Linked DNA regions of Callithrix jacchus: all the other regions are linked to region 1. A link is a contact called in public Hi-C data. All regions are on one chromosome and are shown on one strand. Each heading gives the region's core, a stretch centred on a gene start, on an enhancer-like site or on the middle of the called end of the contact. The rest is flanking DNA. Distances are from core to core; before and after follow the strand shown. Region 1 has its middle 23 kb from the start of NFIA. Region 2 overlaps NFIA (nuclear factor I A). Region 3 overlaps NFIA (nuclear factor I A).

The links. Hi-C and Micro-C count contacts between places; a contact is called where the count stands out from the background.
Region 2: a contact with region 1 is called in a Hi-C map of skeletal muscle, with 8 times the contacts expected there. The contact joins two enhancer-like sites. A contact is called at or near these places in 2 of 3 Hi-C or Micro-C datasets (both in skeletal muscle).
Region 3: a Hi-C map of skeletal muscle shows a contact between it and region 1, with 11 times the contacts expected there. The contact joins two enhancer-like sites. A contact is called at or near these places in 2 of 3 Hi-C or Micro-C datasets (both in skeletal muscle).

What each region holds. Positions count from the first base shown.
Region 1 is chr7:98,111,845-98,116,224 of calJac240_pri, forward strand. No RefSeq gene overlaps it. Among named protein-coding and RNA genes, the nearest start is that of NFIA, 23 kb to the right of the region's middle. Within about 2 kb of position 1,262, at least 13 of the 16 cell types and tissues checked have an H3K27ac peak or open chromatin away from gene starts, as enhancers often do. A contact at or near this core is called in skeletal muscle, where this site is marked.
Region 2 is chr7:98,398,036-98,402,582 of calJac240_pri, forward strand. All of the region lies in intron 4 of NFIA (nuclear factor I A), which reads left to right. Among named protein-coding and RNA genes, the nearest start is that of NFIA, 260 kb to the left of the region's middle. Within about 2 kb of position 2,021, at least 9 of the 16 cell types and tissues checked have an H3K27ac peak or open chromatin away from gene starts, as enhancers often do. A contact at or near this core is called in skeletal muscle, where this site is marked.
Region 3 is chr7:98,517,007-98,521,375 of calJac240_pri, forward strand. All of the region lies in intron 10 of NFIA (nuclear factor I A), which reads left to right. Among named protein-coding and RNA genes, the nearest start is that of TM2D1, 290 kb to the right of the region's middle. Within about 2 kb of position 2,690, at least 3 of the 16 cell types and tissues checked have an H3K27ac peak or open chromatin away from gene starts, as enhancers often do. A contact at or near this core is called in skeletal muscle, where this site is marked.

The sequences.
Region 1 (4,380 bases), core at 12-2,511:
TTCTCAAGGAAACATAATGCATCCCATGAAAATAGCCTGGAGTCGAGATACAGGAGTCAAAGCGCAGCCAAAATTGTCAGGGTGCAAACCCTGCTTGTCCAATCAGAGCTGCTACTTCTGTGGTACTGGAATCCCCCAATTTCTGAAATTAACACCCAGTTCTCCACTCCCCAAAAGCATATGCTCAGTGCCCTCAGGGCTCTTGCTGTTGCCAACAGACTTATAACTCGACAGACTCAGCAGCTGAGAGATGGCTGTGGACACAACAGGCCTTGCTGGGCTTGCTGGGAAGGGGCCACGTTACCCCTGCAGGCGCGTCTCCTTCTCCCTCCTGCTATTTAGAACTCGCCTGTAGGTGGCGCCCTGCTTCACTCAGGGGACCTTGGAAGGCGAGGACACGGGTCACCAGCTGCCTCCCCTAAAGGCCAATTTAAGTTGTCCCCTGGCTTGAACTCAGCAGGAACCTCGGGGATGTGGACGTGCCCCCCTCCCCCGGCGCTCTTCCTCTCCCAGCCCCCTGCCCTCGGCTCTCCCGGGGCTGGCGGGGCCCACGCTTCCTCCAAGGTCTGGCTCCGCGGCGCGATCTCCAAGCGCTGGGGCCGAGCCTGGCGCTCTGGGGCGGCGCTTCGGTGCCCGACCCTCGGCCCGGCCCGCGGGCGCCGACTCCGCTCCCCATGGGACCCGCTTAGCCGGCCGCTGTAGCGGGGGTGGAGGGATGGGGGGCTGTGACCCCCGTGAGGGCTGGCGGGGCGGGGCAGCTTTAAAAACTTCTGAAAGGCCTCGTTCAAAGCCTCAAAGGACAGAACTTGGGCCGGAAGGCGGTTTCCACGGAGGGGCCTAAAAAGGGGGCTACGGGTGCACCTGCAGGGCCAGGAGCCGCGGCCTGGAGGGGGGGGCAGTCACCGATAGCGCCGAGGCCCCCAACCCCCGCCCCGCATTCGCCGTCCCTCGGAGCCGCGGCGGCCCCGCCCGGGCCTTGCGCTTTCATCCTCCCCACGGGACGGCGGCCGCGCGGGGCGGGGGCGGCTCTGGCCGGCGCGCTCCCCGCGGGGTCTTCCTTCCCTCCGGCCCCTCCCTGGGAACCCGAGATTTCACCGCAGAGCTGAACTCCCGGATTTTAACCCCAACCCAGCCGGGCGGGAGGCCGCTGAGAACCGGGCGTCGGGACCGCGGAAGCGTCCCCTGTCACCTCCTAGCACCCCACAGAGCCCCGGGGAGGGTGAGGAGGAGGAAGACCGGGAGGAGGACCCTCGCCGGGGGGGCGAGGAAGGGGCGTTCGGGGTCGCAAAACGCGAATCGGAGCGGCCCCGGCGGCGTCTGGAGTCGCCGCGCCCGCCGTGCCACCTCGGGCAGGTGGGGAGGGACAGCCCGGTCGCCGTCAGCCAGGGCAGCTCCGCCGTAGACGTCGAGCGGACGCGGTCCCGCGCGCGGCCGGAGAGCCAGCTAAGGGGCTTTTCATTAGCGCCGCATTAGGACACTCATCTCCAGAGTCCTTCCCGTGGAGGCTCTTGAGTGAATTAGGTAAATGATTTGCTCCATTTGTAGTTTCTGAAGATATTTTCTCAGCTCTCCTGCCATTGAGCGCTTTAGCCGGGGAGCAGATGTGTGGGGGCCTCCTCCCCACTACCTAGGGTCTCACTCGGTGACAATTGCTGAGTGAGTCAGTGAGGACATGTGGGGAAAGGTAAAACTGGAATTGAGCAAAGCTGAGTAATTTAGCTAAGAAAGAAAAATCGCTACTGAAAATAGAGTAGTTCAAGAATAAACTACGTAAAGTCTATCAGTTTGCTTGGAGTCCTGTTCCTTGATCTGAGAAAGTAAAATCCATCAGAGTTGGGAGTCCCTCCCCCACCGCGAGACACACCCCCCCCCCACACACACACACACAAAATTAGCACTTACTACACTTTATCTAAGTTATTGAAAGACTTCTTTTAGTGAATTTTAAGAAGCAATTGTGGTTGACATTACAGGCAGCAAAGGTTTGGGGAACAGACGGGCAAACTTCCTAAGAGCTTAGCTGCAACACTAGCTCTCAAATTTAGTGTCAACTTTTATTTTAAAAAATAAAATAGGGTGGTGTTTTTATTCATCTTTTATATTTCAGGAGGTAGGGAACACAGAAGGAAAGAGACTGAAGGGAAAACAGGGCGCTGGAAACAAAAAGATAAAGGCGAGATTAACTGTAACATTCTGGTCTTCAGCAAGTCCCAAGCTGGAGTCCTAAAGCACTGCACATTTCTGGTAGCGCTAACTCTAACCAGAATATTGGCCGGCCTGGTCTCTAAGTGCGTCCTAAGAAAAAACAGATTGAAGCAAAATAGTTTTGTTCCCTTTTGTGAAGTTCTAGCACTTGCTTCATGTGGTAGTCCCAGCGGAAAAGGGAGCCCTCCGGCTGCGGGTGGCCTGAACTGAATTTGCTGCTTGAAAATCGGCAGGTGTGCGCAGTGTTTGCAGCGCTGGAGCCGGGACCTGATGAGTAACAGCAAGAGGGCTCAACCGCAGGACATCCCGGGTACCTAACGCCGGCATTTAAGCCGACAGGGACTGGCGCGTCGGAACTATCCTTCCGACACTAGAAAGCCCAGAGACGCATGTCCTACCACCTTGCCCACTTTGTACTGGGCATCCTCGGTAAACAGAATGAAAGCCACATGTTTATCCCTTAAGATTAAAATGTAACCTTTAGAATACTCCCTATTCCGGGGTTAACAGCATGTCAAGGGCTCAAAGGCAAGCTTGAATTGCATATAGGAGAAGGTGCAAAAAGGGCAAGAAACTTTGTAAAAGTTGTAATCAGTATTCGAAGAGATAGTTTCAGATGGTGCTACATAATGGCATGGTAACAGGAGGACCAAATATGCTTAGAGGGCATTCGTGTTCTCAGAAAGGGGTTGAGGGTAGAAGATTGGTGCACTGTGGTTTGAAGGTTTAGAGAAAGCAGCCTTATCCTCATGAAGCTGGGAGGCTCTACTTTCTCCACAAAGTACCCAACGTTTTTCACCCAAGAAATACCGGGATCCAAGACCTTCTCAGGCTCTTTCCCGACCTGAGGAATCGCAAAACTTGCAAACTCTGCAGCTTTTCTCTTGAGTTCATTTTAAAACACAGGCGCCATGAGCTCAAAATAATTAAGGTGGCTGTTTCCCCGAGACAACAAACCAGGCACAAACCCACACCTTCGTCCGCACTGGCACCGACAGTCCGACTCTGGGGCCACTCACTGCCAGTTAAAGAACAAGAGCCTATCCACTTCAAGTGCGGGAGCAAGCTTGATTCAGGGTGCAAACATATGCCCGCGAAACACAAATGGGGGGTACTTAATTCTGGGTGCCGGAGGGAACAGTTACTCCAAAAGAAGTCCGAAGGCTTCCAGTAATCAATGAAAAACAGCCCTGAAGGTCTGCAACCTGTCAGCTCCGGGCGTCACCACTCCATCCCATAGCCCCACAGCATTGAGTACTGTGTTTCAAAAATCGGGAAGTGCTGGGGTTTCGTTGGGGCTGGGTCCTGCCTTCCCCCGTCTTCCTCCCTATTGGGCCCTCTCTGTAAGAGGATTTGCTTTTCCGCGCTTCGCTGGCAGGTCGTTTTTAGGAAATCTTGCTTCTGCAAAACGTTTTAACATGGTAATATACTGCAGTCTTATTAAGGCCCCCTCCAGAAGCGGGTGAAAGGGGCTCTGTTTTCCCGAAAGATTCAAGAACTCCACTGTCTGAGCAAGACTGGCCCAAGGAAGGCTTGGATTGACTCCGCTATCCACTTAAGTGAAGACAGTTATTTTTGTGGTGGTGGTGTTTTTGGTTTATGTTTGTTTGTTTTTTGTTTTTGTTTGGTTGGTTTTGGTTTTGAACGCCTAGGAGATTTAAAATTCACATAATCCTCCCTCCAAAAGGAGAAAAAAAAAAAACATTGAACTTGTTACCTTCATTATAAGCTACCCCAGAACAAGCTGAGAGGACAGACTGCTGAGCTGGTGGACCACGAATTAATGTGGAGAGGCCACCCGGGCTAGGTTCCCGAAGCTCAAGGACGCAAAAGAAAGGCGACAGAAGTTTCTCACAGGTCACTGTTAGGGAGAGGGGCAGCGCACGGAACCCCTTTTATTTAAAGTTCAGTTGTGTTGGGCATCTGATCCAGGACAACTCGCCCAGGAGCCCGGCGGATTTCGGCTGCCACCATGAAAGTCAGAATCGGTTCTGCCGCGTCGCCCACTCATTCCCGTTGGGATGCGCCAGGCGGGCGACAGAGAAGGGGGCGCGACGCGGGGTCAGCCACCGGGCCAGAGGGCGGCGCCCGGCTGCAGCGCTCCGCGGCCTCCTCCTGCAGCCTCGCGGTCGTGACCTTGCCGAGCAGCTCCTGCGCCTCCGGCTCGGTCCCTGC
Region 2 (4,547 bases), core at 771-3,270, 290 kb after region 1:
TAATTATGCCTTTCACTTAAATGTTTTTAATCGTGTCAATATCCTAGAATCTCTGACTGTTTTGCAGATTTCTTCTTAACCTCCTCTTATTTATCCTAACCCCACCCAGACCCCCCACAATCATACCTAATTATGATGATTTATATGGGCTGGAAATTTCAGTCATCATTAATGATTGCTTAGCTTGAGATTTTTCTCTCTTTCTGGATCTTTAGTATTTGATTTTTAAATTTGCTAATAGAAATACTTACTTTGACTAGGTTTCCAGTTTTTGTTTTTCATTTTCTCCCTTTTAAATGTAAGAGAGGAGGGAGGTGCTATTTCAGTATTTCCTCATGAGGATTCACTGAAATAACTATGTGCAGTGTGTTGTTTTTAATAGTGTTACTACCGAGGTGGCAATGGCAGAGAAACTCAAGAGAAAGCTGCTGGCTCAGCCTCACAAATTGAGAGGTGAGGGATTAGGCAACAAGGATGCTTGCCATTGAATGATACTGATCAGATATATGAAGCTGTTGGAATCAGGGACTCCTGCTGGCCAACTGAAGCTGCAGTCTTCCATGAACTCCCCCTCTCCTCCTTGCCTCCTGCCCACCACCTTTTATTTATTTATTTATTTATTTATTTGCATTATCATCTGACGTCCATGAAAGGCAGGAATGGAAAGTTCTGTTTCCGTGGCAGCACAAGTATTATAGCATAAAAATCTATATTTGTTCTCTTGCTCCTTTTCCCCCCATGTGGTAGGACCATCTGAAAGTAGCTCAATTATTTATTGTCTTGTTCCAAGGGAGAGGAGAAATACAGACCACTAGACGCTGTGCCAGAGAGAGAGAAAGTATTCTCTGCTTTGGGGAAGGGGGTTTTACAAGCGTTAACAATGTGGTTCAGAATCACTAAAGTTGTTTTAGCATAATACTATGAGGAAAGAGACAAGAACCATCTGTTGAAATGGCTCTTACATGATGCTGCATTTTCAAACAAAGCCTTCTCGAGGCATTTTTAGATTGGTCTCTTTCCCTTGAAGTTGCTACCAAGAGAGCCCACTCTACTAGCTGCTAAATGATGCTGCTTAGATAGCTGTCTCTGTCAGCACCCACTCTTTTGTTTATTTTGCGCCAGTGTTTTCCTCAAAGTATGAGCTCTAAGACTGTCAAATCTTACTCCTGGTATGAACCCAGAAAGTTCTCCTGAAAAATCCACTACTTCTGCCCATTTCCTTCCAAATTGCTGACTCTATTTTAGTTGAAGTTGGTGGAGTGACTCCGAAACCTTAACTACTTCACTGGGAAAGAGGAAAACCGCAAATACACACAAGCCATTGTGACTCTGGCCTGGTGGGCTCTAATTTTCTAGCGGCGGTTTGTACACCCAAGCTGGCTGCAAGGGTTAAGTAAACTTCGTGGCTAAGGATGACTTCATGGCCCTGGAATTTTGAAAAGCCAGGATTCTCAGTACACTGTGGCCAGCCTTAGAGTCTTTGGGTGTGAAAACCACTCTCAGTTACCCAGACTGATTTTTGGTTCCTGTTGCACTGCTGCAGAATCTATTAAAATCCAGCAGCTGAATTGTCCTGGCTCTGCCACAAAGCTCAGCTGCTGGGTCGGCTACAGGATTCCCGAGTTGTTTGTCAATGGAGAGTGGGAGTGAATGGAACCAGGCATATGCCTCAGCCTGGCATGAGGTGGCACCCTAGTGGCTGTTTTCTGCCTTAGACATGTGCACTCGTTCTATATTTTCACACAGGAATTGTCATTAACATCCAAATTGCAGTTCGTTTCCAAAGTTCTTTTTGAAGTCTCTAGGTCCTTGTTGCGCCTTCAAGTACCCGTATTCAGACACTTAGATTTTCAGGCCAGCAATTTAGTAAGAACTATTGGCAATATTCTAACTTGACATGGTAGAACTTCTGAGACAGAATGAAAACCTCGGCTACAAGGCACAATAAGAAAATGAAACTCTTTGGTAGGAACAAGCCCAAACTTGAAAAGACAAAATGTCCTCGCACAGAAGGACTAATGAGGAAATGGGTGTAGGATAAGAAATTCCAGACAGCGAGTCCTCTGGGTGCCATTGAAACATTTGCAGTACTTTAGATCTTTATTAAAGTCGGATAGATTTAAAACGGTTGGTTTTCCTGTGTTAAGTAACACGATAGCTGTGATCATTGCATGGAAATTAATTTTAAAAATAGCTTATATTCTTAAGCAAGATCTTCTTTCAAGAGAAACCATTTGGGCTTGAGCATTAAAGGAAGAAACAAAAAGATATAATAAAAAATAGATGCAGCTCTCGCATGAACAGTTGCTGTGACCTTGCCTTTTGTTTGCCATTACACAATTCAATGGCAGTCTACTCAAACTATGCGCTCGATCAATATCCTATTAAAGCAGCACAAAAAGTCTCCATAAACTTAGTGGTTAGCTATGTTTATAAATGGAACTCGGCATAATTAGATGGTCAATAGCAGGCTCTACTAGTAATTTTAAAATGAACATCACACATTTTATATCTGTAGAAGTCAATGGCACCTCTTCTAGAGTGAGGGTAGAGTATGGAGCAGACAAAAGAGTGGGTGGCCCTTTAAAAAAAATCATGTCTATCTCCAAATGCAGTTTTTAAAGAAAATCTAAGGTATGGAAGAGAAAATTCTGATTTGTCCCTGTATATTTTTGTTTTACCTATCTGAACCACCTTGTTCTGAATATATTAGAACATTGCAAATGTTACATTTTCTAGTTTTAATCAACCCCTCGTAGAGAGGTAAAATAATAAATATTGCCATACTCTTAGGAAGAAAAATAACAGTCTGGCTGGCTTAATTTAGCCAGCTTCCTCTACTATAATTCAATAAATTTTCAAAATAAATATTGAAATTGAATTAGTTCAGGAGGATGTTTTATTGCATGATTTTTTCCTTTTAATTTTCCTGACATATTTGGGGTGACTATTTGGGTAGCAAGGCTGGCAGCACGTGCAATGGACTGGCAGTGATAGAAATTTTCATCAAACTACCCTTTCTTCTGAATCCCAGCTCACAGTATGGGTGGCCAAGCTTGATTTTTCCTATCCTATCCTCCTCACCTAGTGAAGAATGAGCCATGTGAGGTGAGAGTGTCCCTATCCTTAGGCCAACCCTGTCCTCATCTGACTCAGCCCTACAGATTAAAAGAGGCATATACCTTGTGTTTGATGTGTGCACTGGCAGTTGTGTCATGGACCACTGAGCTGTTGAAATTAGAACTATAGCAGGAATAAGCTGAGGATATCAGTGTATCCTTCAGTCAATGCTCTGCATGAAGGTCTAGCCCTTTCCCTTACATTCACTCTTACAATCTTTCTGGTTAGAGCTGGCTGTGAAAGTTCTCATGGCAGAATTTGGAGGCCTTTCAATCTCTGTTCTCAGCTGAAGCTTCGGCTAAATTTACCAGACTATGAATACTATCATTAATAAGATTTAAACTGGGGAGAAGCACAACATATACCTGATGTCCATTCTAATGTGTCGCCATGGTCTCTGTTCGTATGTTCATTTATTTCTGGGTCATTCATTAGTTATGCTTCCTATGTATCCAATATAAAATCTATATTCAAGTTGGCAGCATGGTACTATAAAACAGTATAGGATATAGAGTTGGGGATCAGGCTTTGCCACTTATCAACTCTATAGCTTTGGGCAATATTTAATCCCTCTTGGCTGGGTTTTCTTCCTAGGTTACAAACATTTATTCATTCAGCAAATGTTTATTAATTCCTAACTGTGTGCTGAGCCTAAGTCCAGGTACTGGAAGTAGAAATACCTCTCAGGAGTGTAATGAGGATTAAATCACAGATAGTCTAGTGCCTGCCTCATAAGTAGATGCTCAACAATGATAAATACCACGATTATTGAACAGAGCCTCAGTCCCTGATCTTTCTTCACTGTGTGCTCAGAGCCAGTCTTGGAGCTGACAGCTATCAGTAAATTTATTGAAAATGTGTGTGTGTGTGTGTGTGTGTGTGTGTAAATTAAGAAGGGCCAATTATAGAGTTCATGTTCTAACAACCAGTTTATTAGAAGAACCATTCTAGTGACCCTTCCAGAGTTAGTAATTCCAATAGAGTAAGAGCATGCCAACATTAGACCTCATTCTTCCATTTTAAGAAACCAGAAAATTCTTATTCCGCACATTTTTAGCCAGAGCCTATGTTTCTGCATTGTTCTAGAAATTTTCTCCTAGAGTATCTCATGGATAACACAATGTTTTCAAATTCTCAATCTAACACTGACACATTAACAACTTTTTAAGTGGCAAACCACACCTGGGTTATCTGTACCAGCTTTCTTAAAAGTAGTACTTAGTTTTACAGTATTTAAAAATTTTGCTTTCACTCTTATTATGAGCAAAATTCCCTGTGAATGGCAGAAGCGTAATACAGGTCATTACTGACAGTGTGGTTTGTTAGGGTTTTCTGAGACAGTCTCACTCTGTTGTCCAGGCTGGAGTACAGCAATGTGATCGTGGCTCACTGCAGCCTCCACCTCCCAGACTCCAGGGATCCTCCCA
Region 3 (4,369 bases), core at 1,440-3,939, 410 kb after region 1:
TTCATTAGAACCCCGTCATAAGCGGCTCCAGAAGGGCAGGTACGCTGGTGGTGCCCGGCTTTGATGTCTTGAATGAATGAAAGAAAAGCACAATAAAAAAGAGCTGTTGATCAAGCATAAAATACTCTTTAAGCTGACAGAATAGCAGCGTTAACACACCCTAAGCTGCTTTTAGTTTTTCCCTTTTTTCCTCACATTTTCCTGTGCTTTGTGTACAGTGGGGGTTTGTATTTTATAAGAAGTCTCTGATCTATGTAGTATGCCATTCGCTAACAAAAACCAAAATAGGATTGTTTCTGTCCCACTTGGTTGCCTGACTACTCCCTCCCTTCCTCCCCTTTCCCCCTCACCCCCAACCTCCAAGGCGTGCAGTTTAGCCTTGCAAGGGAAGGGCCCAAATGCCTTTCATAAACTTGAGCCAATTCCTTTTGTGCTGTTGGTTTCCCCACTCTGATTTTAATATCACAATTAAAGACAGGTTTTTATTTTCTTAACAACTTTCTCTTGCAACTGGAGAAATGGAATTGACATAGCTGCTACTTTTAACTAAGAAATTGTATCATTAAATAAGAGAAAGCCGCCTTGTAGAGTAATTTGCTTTCCCCGGGGACTTTTGGTCTCACATGGACCTTAAGGACCCAGAAACTTTTCACAGTGAGAGAACCCAGCTACCCTGGCCTTCTGGTTTTCTGTAGTAGCCCCTAGCCAGGCATTTAATCCCCACAAAAACTGATAAAGTTGTTATCTCCATTCCATGGAGTCTAAAACTGAGACCTAGTGTGGCTAACTTGCCTAAGATGATCTAACTCATCTGTAAGGGTGCCAGGATTTTTGTCATTCAGATCCCAGAATCCTGGCTCTTACGGCGATGCATGCAGCTCTCTAGTAAGATTTCGGAGCAAATGCAGGTGGGTTACAGTGCAGTTTTTAATCCAGTAGTCTTTGATTTCATGAGGCAAAAGGTTACTTGATGAAAAATGGAAAGAGAGACCACAAGAAATATGTACTTGGTGGCAAGAGAGACACTAGGGCAAGCTGAAATCTTGTGAAAGATTTCGACTTTGGATGAACAGTCAGAATAATTGGATTGTGTATGCACTCTCAAGGTTTGGAGGTACTGGATGGCTTATTGGGTAAAAAGATTAGTGTTTTCCCGTCTTGAGGTTTGAACCAAAACGGAGGTCTTGGCTAGGAGCAGCAGAGTCATTCTCCAGGGATCGGTGGTTTGGACAACCCCTCTGAGCTTGTAGTAAGTAGGCAGCAGTCCATGTTACAAAACTATTGCACATGCTACTGACGCAGTTGGCCCTGCTGCAGCAACTCTCCCATTGGAACTGCCTGGAGTGGTTTGTGGAGACTTGTGTCCCTCGAGGGAGAGTGTCTGTCATTTGGGGAGACATGGTAACGTGGCTCAAGCATGCTCAAAGTCATCCATCCAGATACCTTGCTTTACCCCCCTTGGGGCGAGTGACACCAGGCTTTAGGAACCTCAATACAGCTTGTTCTTCCTTCCTTCCTTCCTTCATTTATTTAACAGTGTTTATTATATGCCTACCCCGGCATCCCTTGGATACTCGGCTTGCCTGGGATGAAAACAGGTCATTAAAGTTTAGCAACTGTGATAGAGAAGAATCCTGAGGGTAAAGGCCCCAAGAAAGACCCTTCTGAAAGAGGGACATCTAATCTTAGAATGTAAGGACTAGCAAGCATGAGCAAAGCCAAGGAGAGCCTGTGCCCAGGCCTGGCAGGGAGAAAGCATTTGGCTTTGGGGGATCTGGAAGAAGTTTAAGGCACATAAGTGTTGAGGACAAGTGGTGAAAAGATAAGGCCACGAAGGTGCCCAGAGCCAATCACAGCCCATTACTGTTTTAATAGTTTTCTGTACAATAAACAAGTCTTGGTTTGGAGTTATTAAAAGCAGGCTTTCTTTAATTAAGAAAATAAAATCAGACAAGAAAAATGATTGCAGAGCTCAAAGGCTGGCATTACCAGTGACTAACACCTGTGTATGGCAGGACACCGTTTCAGAAGAAACCAGTGTAAATCACTGTTGCCTCTCTTCAGTATGAGATGGTCCTCCAGTATGAGATATCCCCAGGACAGCGACTGGCTTGCTTGAAGTCACACAGCTGGTCAGTGGAAAAAGTGAAACTCAATCAATCCTCAGTCCTTTGGATACTGGATACTCGGCATCGTTCGTTGCCAGAAATTTATAAAAATCCTATTGGGAGAAAAGCAGCCTATCTGGTATCATGAAGGGTCTAAAATCTATCCCCTTCTTCCTAATAGACAAGAATGTTCCTAAGGGCAAGGACTGTATTTATTTTACTCATTATATCCCCAGAGCCTGCATCCATAGCTCCTAGCACATAGAAGGCCCTTAGTGCTTACTGAATGAGTGAATAAATGCTCCCAAATGGTGTCTGCAAATGTGAGAAACCAGAAGTCCATTCCGAGGCCCCATCCACTTCCCTCACATTGAGATGGGGAGACGGGGCTACCGGGCTTTGGGCTGATTTGCCAAGGACAACTCATTTGGGCTAAAGGGTGGGCTTTAGTCCATCCTTGCAAGTTCGGGAAGCCAAAAATGACCAACGGGAGTAGTGTGACCCAGCAAAGTGAGCCCCTCCTCAGGAGACAGTGCAAAACAGCCAACTGCTGTAGTCTTGCTTGACCTTGGCCCAATGGTTGGCCGAGTCCTCTTTGGGGACTGATGACGAGCTGGGCCTGCAGGGTGCGGGGAGGCGGCCCTGTGTTTGCACGTTTCCATTTGATGTGTGTGAATGTCCTCAAATGACCCACCTTGCCTGCAGAAGAAAGCCAAGTGTCACACCCAGTTCTGCATTCCACATTAACAGCCCCCTTCCGCAGTATTACACTTTGCCCTTGAGGCCTTTTGTTTAAGTTTTTAATCTGAAAAACAGATTGTGCTGCATCACAGTCCACTCTGCCCTCTCTGCCCCTGCCACCCCAGCACTCGCTGTTCCTTTTGGGGGTTAAAGTAAAATATGCAATATAAAAAATATCTCTCAGAGATTTTTTCTTTTCCCTCTAGAATGTGCTTCCTGCCCTCTTAGTAAAAAGAGGATGTAAAAAGCCTTTTTAAAAGTGGCTGCACACTTCAGAGCATCTGTTGTTAACTCGGGGGTTGCAGCTGGGGCCTTCCTCAGCTGTATCTTCAGCAGCCCCATGTCCATATTTTGGAAGATGGCCCCTGTGTTCTGATGGCTCTCCATGAGGCATCAGAAACGGAAGAGATTGGTACCTTCAGAGGCACCTTCTGCTATTTCGGGCTTCCTGTTTAGGATGCAGTCAGATAGATATTGTTTATGGTTCATAAAACCTGACTACTGTGAGTATTCCAGAATCCCAGCGGAATGGGATTCGAACTTTCATGGAGCCGTAAATTAACGGGTGGCAAGTGTGATAAAACTCCTTAGAGAACTGTGAGGGGAAAAAAGTCGCACTGCAATGGTTAAATGAAATTTTATAAGCACATTCAGTGTGGAGCTGTTTTGCATTACATGAGTTGAATACCTTAGAGACGCCACATCTGCAGGCACTTTATTAAATCCTTAGTCAGCACTTTTCCAACCTGATGAGATTACTTCTTCATTTGACTGGAGAAAAGGAAAGCTGAGCTCTTGTCCTGGACTGCAGATTTCTTTTGATGTTTCACCTTGAACACTGAAAGAGGACAATCACCCCCCTTCCCTCCCCACTCCCGCTCAGCACATCCCAAACGTAGGCATTGTGAATGTTACCGACTAATTTTCCGTAACTGGAGCCTTGGTGGGAGTGTGGATTTATGGACCTCCACACCAACTATAGCTGAAAGTTTCCGAGGAGAAAATAGATCAAAGCTCTGCATTTACTTCCTTAATGTAAATGTATCGAGATAACATCATCCTATATTGTATTGTAATAATGCCACTCACGACTCAGAGGCAGGGAGAGTCCTTTGTAGTCCATTTGGATACAGTAGGGTAGATTAAGGAGCTATAAAGTACGAAGGCAGAAACCATATGAAACCTAAGCTTATGTCAGTAGATATCTGAGAATGGTTTTTTGACTCTCCATAAATGGATTTTGTTTAATGTGTCAACATTTTCTCAGTGATTTGCTACTCAACCCCAACAAAATCAAATAGTCTCAGATGTCTTTTATGTTTTTCTTATATGACCCAAGAAGAAAATATGCAGAGTCATTCCTCAATGAATGTTCTAAAACTTGTACTACTTGCATAATGGAAATTATAAGAAACTATGACAAGAGAAAAGTAGGTTTTTACAAACATTATATTGTCCATCTGGTGTTACTAGCAGCTCACGGAAGTTTGTAGAAATTGATTGGCTTACACGTGTGTGAC